2 separate regions of the Mus musculus genome follow, and region 1 is linked to region 2. Evidence: chromatin contacts called from public promoter capture Hi-C data. All regions are on one chromosome and are shown on one strand. Each heading gives the region's core, a stretch centred on a gene start, on an enhancer-like site or on the middle of the called end of the contact. The rest is flanking DNA. Distances are from core to core; before and after follow the strand shown. Region 1 holds the start of Myl9 (myosin, light polypeptide 9, regulatory). Region 2 holds the start of Dsn1 (DSN1 homolog, MIS12 kinetochore complex component).

Region 1 (6,607 bases), core at 2,039-4,538, 230 kb before region 2:
ACGCACAGGACAGCTCACAACCATCTGGAACTCCAGTCCTGGTGGATTCACTAGCCTCTCTGGCACCAGGCAGTCCATACACAGACATGCAGATGAAATACCCATGCACGTAAAATAAATTTAAACAAAATTTAAAGGCAGCATCTTTCATTCATTTCCTTTTCCTTTTGCAATGCGAGGCCTCATGCACGCTAAGTAGGTAGGCGCTTTATCACTGAGCTATGCCCCCAGCTTGAGCACAGTAACCAAAACAGGAAGACTACCTAAACGTCCATCCAGAGGTGGGTAAGCAAATATGGCATATTCAGCCTTAAAGGGTAAGGAAATGGACATACGGGTATTCCATGGGACAGCCCTTGTCTTTTTGTCAGACAGGACCTCATTCTGGAGGCCTTGCTAGCCTAGAGGTCACTATGTAGACCAGGCTGGCCTTGAATTCCTCCCTCTACCTCCCAAGTGCTGGGATTAGAAAACATATGCCATCATATTCAGCTCAACACTTGCTTTAAGGACCTTTGTAGGTCCCTGGGACCAATTCCAAGTCTGTCTGTCTGTCTGTCTGTCTGTCTGTCTATCTATCTGTAAAAGAAGTTAAAGATGCAGCTCACTGGGTAAGAGTGTTTGCCTAGCAAGTAGGAGGCCATAGGTTGATTCTTAGCACTTGGGATGCAGAAGTGCAAGATCAAAAGTCCAAGGGCATCCTCAGGGCACAGTGTCTGAGATTAGCCTGTGTTACATGAGACCATCTCAAAAAATATATGTATATATGTGTATATGTGTGTATCATTATAATATGCATTACACACACATATACACACACGCAAAAGTAAATAAACTTAAAACAAAAAACTTGGAAAGTTATACAACTGGTGAGACGAGTCAGTGGGTAATGGGGTTTATGCCAAAGGCCTGGTGACAAGTTCTATCAGCAGAGCTCTTATAAAGATAGAGAGGACCAGTGTCTTTGAGTTTCCATTTCTGTAAAAAGACACTATGACCAGCAACTGTTAAAAAGGATAACATTTATTTTTTTGTTTTGTTTTTTTGTTTTTCAAGATAGGGTTTCTCTGTGTAGCCCCGGCTGTCCTGGAACTCACTTTGTAGACCAGGCTGGCCTCGAACTCAGAAATCCACCTGCAAAAATAAAAATAAAAATAAAAATAAAGAAAGAAAAAAAAAGAAATTTACCTGCCTCTGCCTCCCGAGTGCTGGGATTAAAGGCGTGTGCCACTACTGCTCTGCTAAAGGATAACATTTCATTGGCCCTGGCTTACTGGTTCTGAGGTTCAGTCCTTTATCATCATGACAGGAAGCAGCCATGGTGCTGGAAGAATTGAGAGTTCTACAACTTCATCCAAAGGCAGACAGAAGACTGGCTTCCAGGCAGCTAGGATGAGGGTCTCAAAACCCACCCCCACAGTGACACACTTCCTCTAACAAGGCCACACCTACTCCAACAAGACCACACCTCCTAATAGTGCTACTCCCTGAGCAAGCATATTCAATCCACCACAACCAGCTCCATGACAACATCTTCCAGCTCCATGGCAACATTCTCCAGCTCCATGACATCACCCTCCAGCTACATGACATCATCTTCAAGCTCCATAGAATGATGCCCATGGCACCTGCACCTCACCCATCACACACAACCTGGACCAGAACAAATTTCCATACAGGATATTACTGAGACATCTGGCACAATTGGAATATAGGTCATAAATTAAAAGCCTAAATCAATGTTAAATCTTATGATTTTGATAATATACTATCAATATGTAAAAGAGTCCTCCTTTTAGGATATACTAAAATCTTATTCACTATCAAGTGTTGGGCAATGTGCATATTCCCACAGGGAAGAGTGAGGAGCCAAAGGTCAACTGGAGACTCTCAAGGAAGTCAGTTTTCTATACGAGTCTTAGAACCTTAGTATGCTTGAAATTATCTCAAAAGAAAGTTTCCAAAAATGAATAAATCCAAGACAAAATGGATCTCTCCCAAATCTGCTCCGCCTACGCCCACGCTGCCCAACTAAGAAAATGGCAGCACTCTCTCCAGCTGCCCCACTGAAATCCTGAGCTGGGGCGTGAGAGAGGCTCCTTGGTAATGGCACTTGCTGTTCGTATGTGGCCAGGCAGGCCTGCAACAGTCCACTGACTTCCACACCAACTCTCATCACGAATAAATAGAATTTTTAAAAGAATTGAATTCTTGGAGCCAACTTTCTTCTCATTCCAGTCTGGTCCGTTTTCAAGTCCTATTGGCTGAAGCACTGAAGTGTTTCCAGAACCCCTCCCCTTGTCGCCCAGTTTCCCACTGCCCCATAAGCCCAACCAGCATCTCCCCCACTTACTGTCTGCTCTCCTGTCCTTGAGCGTGCCATACGCTCTCTAAATCTCCTGCACTGACATCCATTACTTTTCCTTTGTGACTTCTGACCTCTACGCTAAGCTAAACTACTCCCCAAATTCTAGTTCCGGAAGTGTTTCAACTGTTACCTCTAATGTTGCCAGGACAGATAAAAACTGTTACCTTCTATTTATTTAGACAACCTTGCTCCATAGCTCAGACTGACCTGGAACCTACACTATACTCGATGTTGGCAATCCTGCTGCCTCAGCTTCTCAAATGCCGAGATTACTGGCATGAACCACCGCATCTGGCTCCATCTCCTCTCAATCTGGCTCCATTTCCCAGCATCACCCTTAACTCCTTTTCAGCCGAGCTCAGAACTGTCCCGGGATGTAGGCGGTTTCAGGCTCCCAGGGCTCCCTAGGCAGATGGATCAGTTGCCTGCCCCATTGCGGAGCCAGGCAGCTATTTACAAAGTAACTGAATGCCAGAAAGCCCTAGGGAAAGAGTGATGGCCGCTGTTGTGAGGATTGAGTCTCCCTGAAAAAAAAGGACCATACTTGGCCGGGTGAAAGCCAGCCTTCCACCAGACACAGCAGGGGCCTCTGGGACAAGAGGGGGTCGGAGAGCTGGGAAACGCTGAAGGCTCCGCCCTTCTTGCCAGTCTTGACACCTCAATCTGCTTCCATGCCCCAGCCTGGGCCGACCCAGAGAAAGGCTGCGTCGAGGGGGGCTATTCCAGGGGCACCCCAGCTTCTCAGCCTGCAAGCAGAGGCCTAATAAGGCCGGGCTGGCTGCCTCAGCCCCGCCCCCACCCCACCCCCGCGCATTCTTCTGCCTTGTAAGGCCGGGCGGCCTGCGGACCCTCCAGCCCCGGCTCCGCCCCCAGAGCTCCGAGCATCGAGCATCGGTCGGAGCTGCTGCCAGCCAACTCTCGAAGCACCGCAACAGCGCCGAGGACTTTTCTTCTCTGCAGCAGGTGGGAGCCCACTCAGCACCCGGGCAGCTACAGTAGGTGGTCAGGCTGAACCTCACCCGGCCTTCTGAGGGCTGTGGCATGCTTAGTGGTGTGGGCTGGGGCTACTGCCTTGCTTGGGTCCTAAAGGGGACCCTGGCCTGGGACTGAGCAACTGGTGGTTCTGCGCCCCGGAAAACTGGTCTTTGGGCAAGGAAACAAGGATCCAGAGTGTCCTTTTGCTAAAGAGCCTAACACACCAAGCCTGGAAACTCCAGGCTACCTGCCTGTAGAGATGCCAGTGAGGGGGTTGAGGGCATCCCTGACCCAAGAAACTGTGTGTGGCAGAGGAAATTGAGCCCTACGGAAGCACAGCGCTCACACCCAGTTTTGCAAACCCTACCCCAGGAGGGATGGTAACCACCTCATGCCTTCCTTATCTCCAGTGCTGTGTGCACTAGAGAACGGTGGGATGAGGGGGTCTTGGCTTCTTCACAACCCTCCAGCCGCCCTGGTTGCTTGATGAGCCGGTTGGAAAGCAGGGTATCTGGCACAGCCAGCTATGGAGACTAGTAATGAGGAGGGAGGGATGGTCTAGCCATGACCGCGCCAAGTTCCAGCTGTCTGATCCTTGGTGTCTAGGACCCCAGAGAGGGGAGCATATGGCTTCAGAGTTAAGGACACAGCTTATTCCTAATTTAAGTCACTCAACCAAGTCTAGAAAGTGCCTGGCCCTTCAAGAGCCAAACCTGCCACCCACTGGCCCCAGCCTAGCGTGGTGTCCTGGCTCCCAACCCTCTCACAGGTATTCACTTCCCTTTGTGTGTGTGTGTGTGGGGGGGATGCCTCTCAGGGATGTAGAGAGGGCAGGGATACACTAGGGGAGCCTAGCTGGGCCTGCCCTAGAGGTCTGCAGACAGGATGGGCTAAGAAAGCTGATGGCCAAACCGGGCAGTGATGGTGCACGCCTTTAATCCCAGCACTTGGGAGGCAGAGGCAGGTGGATTTCTGAGTTCGAGGCTAGCCTGGTCTACAGAGTGAGTTCCAGGACAACCAGGGCTACACAGAGAAACCCTGACTCAAAAAACCAAAACAGAGCCGGGTATGGTGGCGCACGCCTTTAATCCCAGCACTCAGGAGGCAGAGGCAGGTGGATTTCTGAGTTCGAGGCCAGCCTGGTCTACAAAGTGAGCTCCAGGACAGCCAGGGCTATACAGAGAAACCCTGTCTCGAAAAAACAAGAAAAACAAAACAAAACAGACAGACAGACAGACAGACAGGAAAGAAAGAAAGAAAGAAAGAAAGAAAGAAAGAAAGGAAGGAAGGAAGGAAGGAAGGAAGGAAGGAAGGAAGGAAGAAAGAAAAGAAAGAAAGAAAGAAAGAAAGAAAGAAAGAAAGAAAGAAAGAAAGAAAGAAAGGAAAAGGAAGAAAGCTAGCTGATGGCCATCTCAGCCTGGGCCACAGGAGATGGGGGACAGCTTCCAGGGACAACATTTCTGCCCCCGGTTCTTACCAATTCCCACCCAGCACTACACAAAGGAACCCCAAAGCCTGGTGCATGCTGTGGGGCTCACTGGGTTTTATACAGCTAGAGTCTCAAGACTGCAGGTAGATGTGGCCCTGGGACTTGCTGGAGCTGACCATGACCCCAGCCCAGAGGGTATTAGAGGCAGGGATAGAGGAGGAAGGACATAGGCCCTGGGCCAAGGTCTACAGAGCACAGGGCAGAGAAGAAGACGTGCTGGGGCCTGGACTAGCTGAGGGGAAGCAGACAGAAGTTTTGAGATGTATTTCCCCACAAGTTATGATGGGATCAGGTTGAATTCTTTCCCTGGCCTCAGTTTTCCCATCTGTACAGTGGAGCTCATAAACCTTTCACTGAAGAATCCTCTACTAGCCTGCTGCTGTGGGCTGCCCTAGTGGTGAAGGATGAGGGAGTCCGCAAGTGTTTGTTATCAAGATAAGGGTGGAGAACAGCACCCCTGGGACTCTAGAGCTCAGCCTGAGGACAGCTACAGAAGGGGGGGGCTGGAAGGAAGTCCTGGAACAGCTGTGGAATGCTAGAGGTCAAGGAGGAGACAAAGTGGATCAGTCAGGAGCTGGGAGAGCACACTGGGTCCTTTCATGCCAGGCTGGGGCATCGAGGTTTACTCTCGGGATGTGGAGAGGGGTTTTAAGGAGGCGACTGAAGGTCTGAGTTTGAATGGGATGGGAGAGACCGGCCGAAGCCAAAACACCAGGTCTAAATGGACTGTAGTTTCAACTTGAGGGAGCTTCGATGTACAGGAAGTGACAGAGGGCACAGGATGAAACCACAAGGGACCAGTCAGGCTCCCTGAGGAGAGCAGCTGTGTTCCACAGACTGTGCAGAAGATGGGGGAGATAGGGGGTGCAGGGGCATGGAGTGAGAGGGGTGGGGAGGGATGGGGGAGGGGTGAAGGGGCATGGAGTGAGAGGGATGGGGAGGGATGGGGGAGGGGTGAAGGGGCATGGAGTGAGAGGGATGGGGAGGGATGGGGGAGGGGTGCAGGGACATAGAGTGAGAGGGATGGGGGAGGGGTGCAGGGGCATAGAGTGAGAGGGATGGGGAGGGATGGGGGAGGGTATTATCAGAGTACAGAGCTGGGGGGTCCGACCCCTCCTAGGAGAGCCCTATCTTCCCGCCATTGAGATGGGCACATTGCTATGAAGAAATAAAGTAGACAAAGCACTTTAATGGTTGGCACCAAGCCAATCCTATTTTACCCACTCAAAGCAAAATGAATTGTTTCTAGGCTCAGCACCACTCCAGGGCCTCTCTAGATACTAAATTAACTGATTCCTGTGGCAGGCTACTCTGTTGCCCCCCTTCCCAGAGGAAGACAGATAGATGAAGCACTCAGGATCACAGCCCACAGGCTGTGCTCAGAAAGAACTGGGTGGCTGGGGGCCCAAACCTGTGGGATGCCCTGAAGAGCAAGCTGAGACCTAACTTTAGACCTCAGGGGAAGGCAGGGATGATCCCTGTCCATCATCATCCCCCGCCCCTCCCTGTAGGGAAACCCCCAACACCCAAAGGCAAGATGTCGAGCAAGAGAGCCAAGGCCAAGACCACCAAGAAGAGGCCCCAGAGGGCTACGTCCAATGTCTTCGCCATGTTTGACCAGTCCCAGATCCAGGAGTTTAAGGAGGCCTTCAACATGATTGATCAGAACCGAGATGGCTTCATTGATAAGGAGGACCTGCACGACATGCTGGCCTCTCTGGGTGAGTGGGACGGGTGCTCAGGGAGGGAAGTGCTCAGCACTGACAGGGCACTTC
Region 2 (6,117 bases), core at 130-2,629:
CTATTTCCCTGGTGATGGAAACCTAGAGAAGGCCTTTTTGTAAACCCACACACGTGTGATTCCAAAGGCACCAGGAGCCAAGGAGGATTCTGGGATAGTTCAGGAGCCTGATTCCCAAAGCAAGAGGCATTGAATTTCACTGTAAAACTCACCTTCTGATCTGGTCACTGACGTCATCCTGGATGAAGGAGGAAAACAGGAAAATGAGGAGATCCGTTCGAGCTCCAGTCTCACAGGGGCCTCACTATCCCATAATAGGTCTCATGCTTCAGGTGCCCTCACTTGCCTCCTCCGAGATTCTCAGCAGCAAGATTACTATCACTGACTGCTGTCTTCAAGAACTCGGTCTACAGAACCTATCTTAGCTCCTCACTTTGTGAGGCACTAGCCCCCAGTTCCGTGGAAGGTCTTAGGATCTTTGTTTTCCAAACGAGAAAACAAACAAACAAACCCCGCATCACTTCTTACTCTCTCCAGATTTTGCCATGGCTGGAAATCCTACTTTTTAATCTCTGCCCACATCTGTCCTTCTACCCATAAAACAGAGTCATCCTCCTCCCTAACTCTGCTTAAATACGCAGTCACTTCTCTTTGGCAGATTTGGAGGCCACACATCTTTCCTCTATAGAACTGGTTGGAGATCGCACCACATCCCCATTTCCAGCACCTGTCACAGAAAACAGACAGAGAGGCAAGGTCGAGTATCCATCCCGCCACCTTGCATCTAAGTCTCCCTCCCAAAAGACCGCTGAATGTGGAGGACGCTTGGTAAAAGCGAATGGAGGCTGAGGGACCATACTGAAAGGACAAAGACTCTAAAGATCTAAATCACCACAATCCTCGTGGGTGATCACACAGACTCCAGCTTGGATAACAGACATTGAAGCGCTTCTGAGGCTGTACACGTGACAGCCTTCTGACGTCATTATCCCAATCAACAACAGGTCCCACAACTCTGAGTAAGGGACTCTTTCGGGAGACCCAGGTTCCCGGGGCACAGCAGTGTAACCCCGGCTGCCACCCCAGCCCTCCGACCTGTCCCAGGCCACTATCTGGAGTCAAGGACGCCAGCAGTGCCCGGGAGCGAGGAGTGGCCTTCTTTCAGGCGTCCTGTCAGGAGAAAGTCTCTGAGCCCCCGGGGCCCTGCGGCTGGGAGCGGCCGGTGGGCCGGGCAGAGGCGGGTCAGGGGAGAACCACATCCGGGTCCCGAACCCCAGCGTGACGCCGGTCTAGCCCAGCTCCCCTCCCCGCGTTCCTGAACCAGTAAGCCCAAGGTCACCTCTGCAAACTCGGCGTCGCCGCAGAAGGTCCTCTCCCGCGTCAGTCCGGTTCGGGGTTCCCCGCTGCCTCCGCTACTTACGAAACTCCCGCCGAACAACTGCGCGTGCGCAGCCTCCGCCTTCCGCGCTGGCTCGCGCAACCCGTGCCTCCGGCGGAGCGCCTGCGTACTCCGGGATTTAACGTTCTGGCCCAAGCGCACCTTGTCCTACCGTTTTCACCCAGCTACAGATCAAGCACATCTGCAGCTACGTCCAGGCCTGGGGATTGACCTCTCCAAAACACCAGTTTGCTGACTTTTCCCGCCGTACATCCTACCTATGGGTGTGGTGCTGTTCCAGGCCATGGCTTCCCCTCTATCTCTTTGATTCCAAAAGTCTGGACAGTGACTTTCTCCAGGGAGAACTGGAGCTCTGAGCTCAGTCTGTACCCTGCCTATCTTCCTGCTCCATGGGCCCCTCCCATGGGCCCTTAAGTACCTAGCAAAGTTCAAGCACACCCCCTGCCAGCGTTAACAGCCAACCCTACTGCCACAACCCCGTGCCAATTCTTGCCTCTGTTCCTTTGTTCGAGCATGCTTTTTGCCTGGAAAGCCTTTCCTTTCTCCTTCCACCCTTCTATGTTGACGCTAGATGTTCAGTGCTCATGTCTGTTCCACTGTCCCGTGCCTGGGAGGGTCTTCTTCAGGACAAGGTATAGAGGCATCAGAATGCCCCCCATGCATCAATGAAGTGAATCCTTTCAGATCTGAACCTTGTGAACTGAGAGTAGTACGAAAGATTCCAAAGGTCCAGTTGTGGTGGTGCATGCCTTTAATCCCAGTACTGGGAAGACAGAGGCAGGAGGATCTCTGTGTCTTTGAGGCCAGCCTAGTACCCGGGCCAGCCAAGGATACATAGTGAGACCCTGTCTCAAACAAACAAACAAAAAACAAACAAAAAAAACAAAGAAGCAAAAGATGGGTCTGGCAGTGGTGGTGCACTCCTTTAATCCCAGCACTTGGGAGGCAGAGGCAGGTGGATTTCTGAGTTCGAGGCCAACCTGGTCTACAGAGTGAGTTCCAGGATAGCCAGGGCTATACAGAGAAACCCTGTCTCAAAAAACCAAAAAAAAAAAAAAAAAAAAAAAAAAAAGCAGAAGATGGCTAGCTGAACCATAATTTTGATAATTTTGACCATTTTGAAGTAATTGTGGTCCCTTGGAAGTTTTTTGGTAAGAGGTAGAAATGTGTATTCCAGAAGTTTCTACTCTGCCATTCTGGTCTAATAGTTTCAACAGCTATCTGGAAGAGGTGTGTTCTTATTCCTGAATATCACTTCCTGGAGCACCTCATGTGTTGATGTCCCCAAAACAGAACTTAATATTCCCGGCCAGAGCTGGCCATGTTGGGACACACTGAGATCACTGCCTCGTGGAATCCAGTCCCAGTAAACATCCTTGCTCGGAAGTCTTCCGTGGCTCCCTTCTGTTAATAAGATGCATACAGATTCTTGCCCTGTTCCACATCAAAGTTTCATTTCTTAACTTCATTTCCCCACCCCCTTTCTGGTTACTTTAAAGCAGGTTCTCATGTACCCCAGGCTGGCCTCAGTATATAGCCAAAGATGACACTGTAACTTCTGACCCTCCTGTCTTTCCCTCCCAAGTATTGCCACCATGCCTGGTTTTGCCTCTTTCTCCCAGGCTTTCTCTCTCTGAGCCTCTCCTCTGTTTCCTGCCTACAATCCACTACCATCCCCTTTGTCTGCTCAACATTCCAACCCTGGGTGTGCTCCCCTGGGGCTCCCAACTTCCATAATTGATGCTAAACATCTTATTTTCCAGGCCCATTTATTATATCCTCCATGGCTGGCACAGGTCTGGCTGTTGTTAGCCATCCCTCTCCTCCCCCAAACCCTCAAGGAGATCTATAAAAGTTAAGCATTGGGTCTTAGGCTGTCCAAATATCCAGAAATGAGCTAAAACTGGACCATAGGAGAATTTCTGGCAGTTAAATAAAAAACAGCATTCCTCCGAGACTGGTAAGACTGGTTCCCATCTGTCAACGGGACTTATGGCTACCTATGGTGCTCACCAGTTAGCCAAGCCCATGCTGCTCTCAGGGCCCCATCACTATCAAAAGTACCTATTGCTGGGCTTGGTGGCACACGCCTTTAATCCCAGCACTTGGGAGGCAGAGGCAGGTGAATATCTGAGTTCAAGGCCAGCCTGGTCTACAGAATGAGTTCCAGGACAGCCAGGGCTATACAGAGAAACCCTGTCTCAGAAAAAAAAAAGTACCTATTTCACTGGCTAGCCCTTCTCACCTCCTCCTCCATCCTAAGCTCCCTCCGGCTCCTGGGCTTCCTACCCCCCCCCCATGAGTCTTCTCTCTCACTCCTCCCCCCTCCTCTATCCCATCTCTTTCTATACTGCTATCCCCACTGTTCTCTCCCACTTCTGAAGCCCTGGCCATGTGCAGTCTACTTCTTTCTCTGCTCTGGACTATTCCAGAGGCCTCTGGCTGTCCAGTCTTATATTCACAATAAAAACCTTAACCATATTATGGAGTGGTGGCATTGGCACCTTCTTTACTGTATCCCTCATGTAGACCAGGCTGGCCTCGAACTCAGAAATCCGCCTGCCTCTGCCTCCTGAGTGCTGGGATTAAAGGTGTGCACCACCATGCCCAGCTTTTTTTTTTTTTTTTTTTTTTTTTTTTCAAGACAGGGTTTCTCTGCATAGCCCTGGCTGTCCTGGAACTCACTCTGGAGACCAGGCTGGTCTTGAACTCAGAAATCCACCTGCCTCTGCCTCCCAAGTGCTGGGATTAAAGGTGTGCGCCACCGCTGCCCAGAGGAATGAGTTTCTTACTTGATAGTCAACAGTGACTTGCAGGTTTGTGAATTAGTTATTTTGTAAAGGAATTTTCAAGCTCTGGTTAGAAACACAAATAACTTAGGCTGTCTGGGCCTAAAGCTCTCTGCTAAACAGCTTGCCTTGCAACATGCAGGAAACAGACCCTGGGTTCCATCCCCTAATACACAAAGGTGCAAATACAGCCTAATTGGTTTCTGACTGCATGCCTCCAGAAACACTCAAGTACAACTGTCCAGCTCCCAAATCCTCAGTCCACAACCCTGGTAGGATAGGATACATTTAGGGTGTTAACTCCACACTGTAATGCCTAAAAGTATCTTTTCCCCATAGCAGATTATTTTAAGTCTGTTATGGGAAAACCTGGTTCTATTTTTCTCCTTTTTGAATGTGGTGCATTTGTTCCTCAGCAGTGGTGACACACTTCCTGAGAGACACTGAGTTACCAGCCAGGAGCCACCAGAAACTCCAACCCCCAACCCCACTGTGGTTGCCCCATCTGGGTGATTCCAAACTAGCCAGCTGGCTCCAGTTTTCCCCTCCTTCTGAGAAACTGCAGGTGGAATGGTGTCAGCTTTCAAATGGGCTGGGAAGATCAGAGAGCAGGCAACTGTTTATATGACATACTTTATTTCCAATCTACAACCATTAAAAACACTTTGTAAGTTTACACTGTACAGTTCTCATGTCTAAAATAAGACACAGGGCAAGGATAGCTGGTGGACCAGATGCTGTCCTACCACCCAATATGTCCTGGGAAGGAGCCTTTAAAGAAAGAAAGGCAGGGGGCGAGGTGACAGAAGGGAGAGGAGAAGGACAGAACAGTGGAAGGGATAGGTGGACAGTTGGCCCAAGGATGCCCTTGGTCCCTTCCCTCCTGAGTGGTCCGGCAGGGCCCACGACTGCAGGACCCTCACCAGGAAACCAGGCTGAGCAGGAGGGGCGTCACAGTATTGGCCAGGGTGAGGCGGGGAGCCAGGATGGAGAGGAGAGGCAGTCTCTAGCTCTTCCCTAGGCGCTGGGGGTTGGAACTGATTTTTGGCACTGTCTTCATGGTCTCCCTGGAATCAGGAGGACGAGGAGGTGTGGCATGGGAGGGTGAGGTGAGCAGGCACCGAATTTTGTTCTTGCAGTCTTAGGTTTCTTTCCCTTGGCAGAGGCCCTCTGGTCCTTCTGGCCTCCTGCCTCCAGGGACTCTCCCCCTTGCCTACTGTGACCACCGATTACTCGGGGAGGGTGAGCTGGGCTGAGATGGAGCCAGAGAGATAACAGGAAACCTGCAAGACCATTGCCCCCACTCCAGCTTCCAGAAAGAGGAAATGCCACAGTGCTGTTCTGTGTGGGGCCAGACGCCCTGAATCTAGGAGTCCCGCTGACTGGTTGTTTTCCATTGTTCCTGCCCAAGTTGCACTGAAAGCTCACCTGGGCCCACAACCCTGTTGCTGTTGGCAAACTTGTCTAGTCAGAATGACTAGAGGCTCTTTCATGCCCCAGACATCTGGGTCTGCTGCAGTGGGGCCAACAATCTGCACTTCTGCCAATTTCCCTGGTGATGCTTCTACTATGGGGACAGAGTTGCCATTGGTGCCCCAGCTGCCTTGATCACATTGGCAAGGCCTAACTGAAGAGGCACCAAAAGGTCTGGATAGATGCTAGGAATGATGTGGTGGGTGAGCCCCCTGTGTGAAGAAGTAAACTAAGGCACAGAGATCAATAGTTGAGCCAAGAACAAGGGTTGCCAAGGCCCAGTGGATCCAGAGGCTGTAGAGCCCAAAACAGAAAGGATATCTGAGGCCCATAGGTCATAGAGCTCCTAAGAGGACCATAAAACTGGGAGGCTCAAACTTGGGATAGGTCTCCAGACTGCCAGCTGAGGTCTCTCGTTATATAAGTGGCACAGGTGGCTTTGCATGTGTCGAGATAAGGACTCAACTGCCTCAGTCCTTCCAGGATACTTGAAGGAAACCAAAGCCTCTCCCATTA

What was found. Capture Hi-C pulls out chosen DNA fragments and counts their contacts.
Region 1: a contact with region 2 is called in a promoter capture Hi-C map of pancreatic islet. The contact joins the promoter of Myl9 here to the promoter of Dsn1 in region 2. A contact is called at or near these places in 8 of 39 promoter capture datasets (the C10 cell line, embryonic stem cells, hippocampal neurons and 3 more), 3 of 15 datasets of contacts at CTCF or cohesin (CD8 T cells, large pre-B cells and stem cell-derived epiblast-like cells), 21 of 484 Hi-C or Micro-C datasets (B cells, CD4 T cells, CD8 T cells and 13 more), 16 of 115 datasets of contacts at active chromatin or transcription factors (T-cell acute lymphoblastic leukemia, acute myeloid leukemia, bone marrow-derived macrophages and 8 more) and 5 of 9 other capture datasets (adipose tissue, embryonic stem cells, liver and 2 more).

What each region holds. Positions count from the first base shown.
Region 1 is chr2:156,772,176-156,778,782 of GRCm38.p6, forward strand. It overlaps Myl9 (myosin, light polypeptide 9, regulatory), which reads left to right and starts at 3,289. Exons shown (of 4, transcript NM_172118.1): 1 at 3,289-3,331; 2 at 6,344-6,553. The coding sequence starts at 6,370.
Region 2 is chr2:157,005,696-157,011,812 of GRCm38.p6, forward strand. It overlaps Dsn1 (DSN1 homolog, MIS12 kinetochore complex component), which reads right to left and starts at 1,380. Exons shown (of 11, transcript NM_025853.3): 1 at 1,280-1,380; 2 at 153-178. The coding sequence starts at 177. It overlaps Soga1 (suppressor of glucose, autophagy associated 1), which reads right to left. Exons shown (of 15, transcript NM_001164663.1): 15 at 4,747-6,117.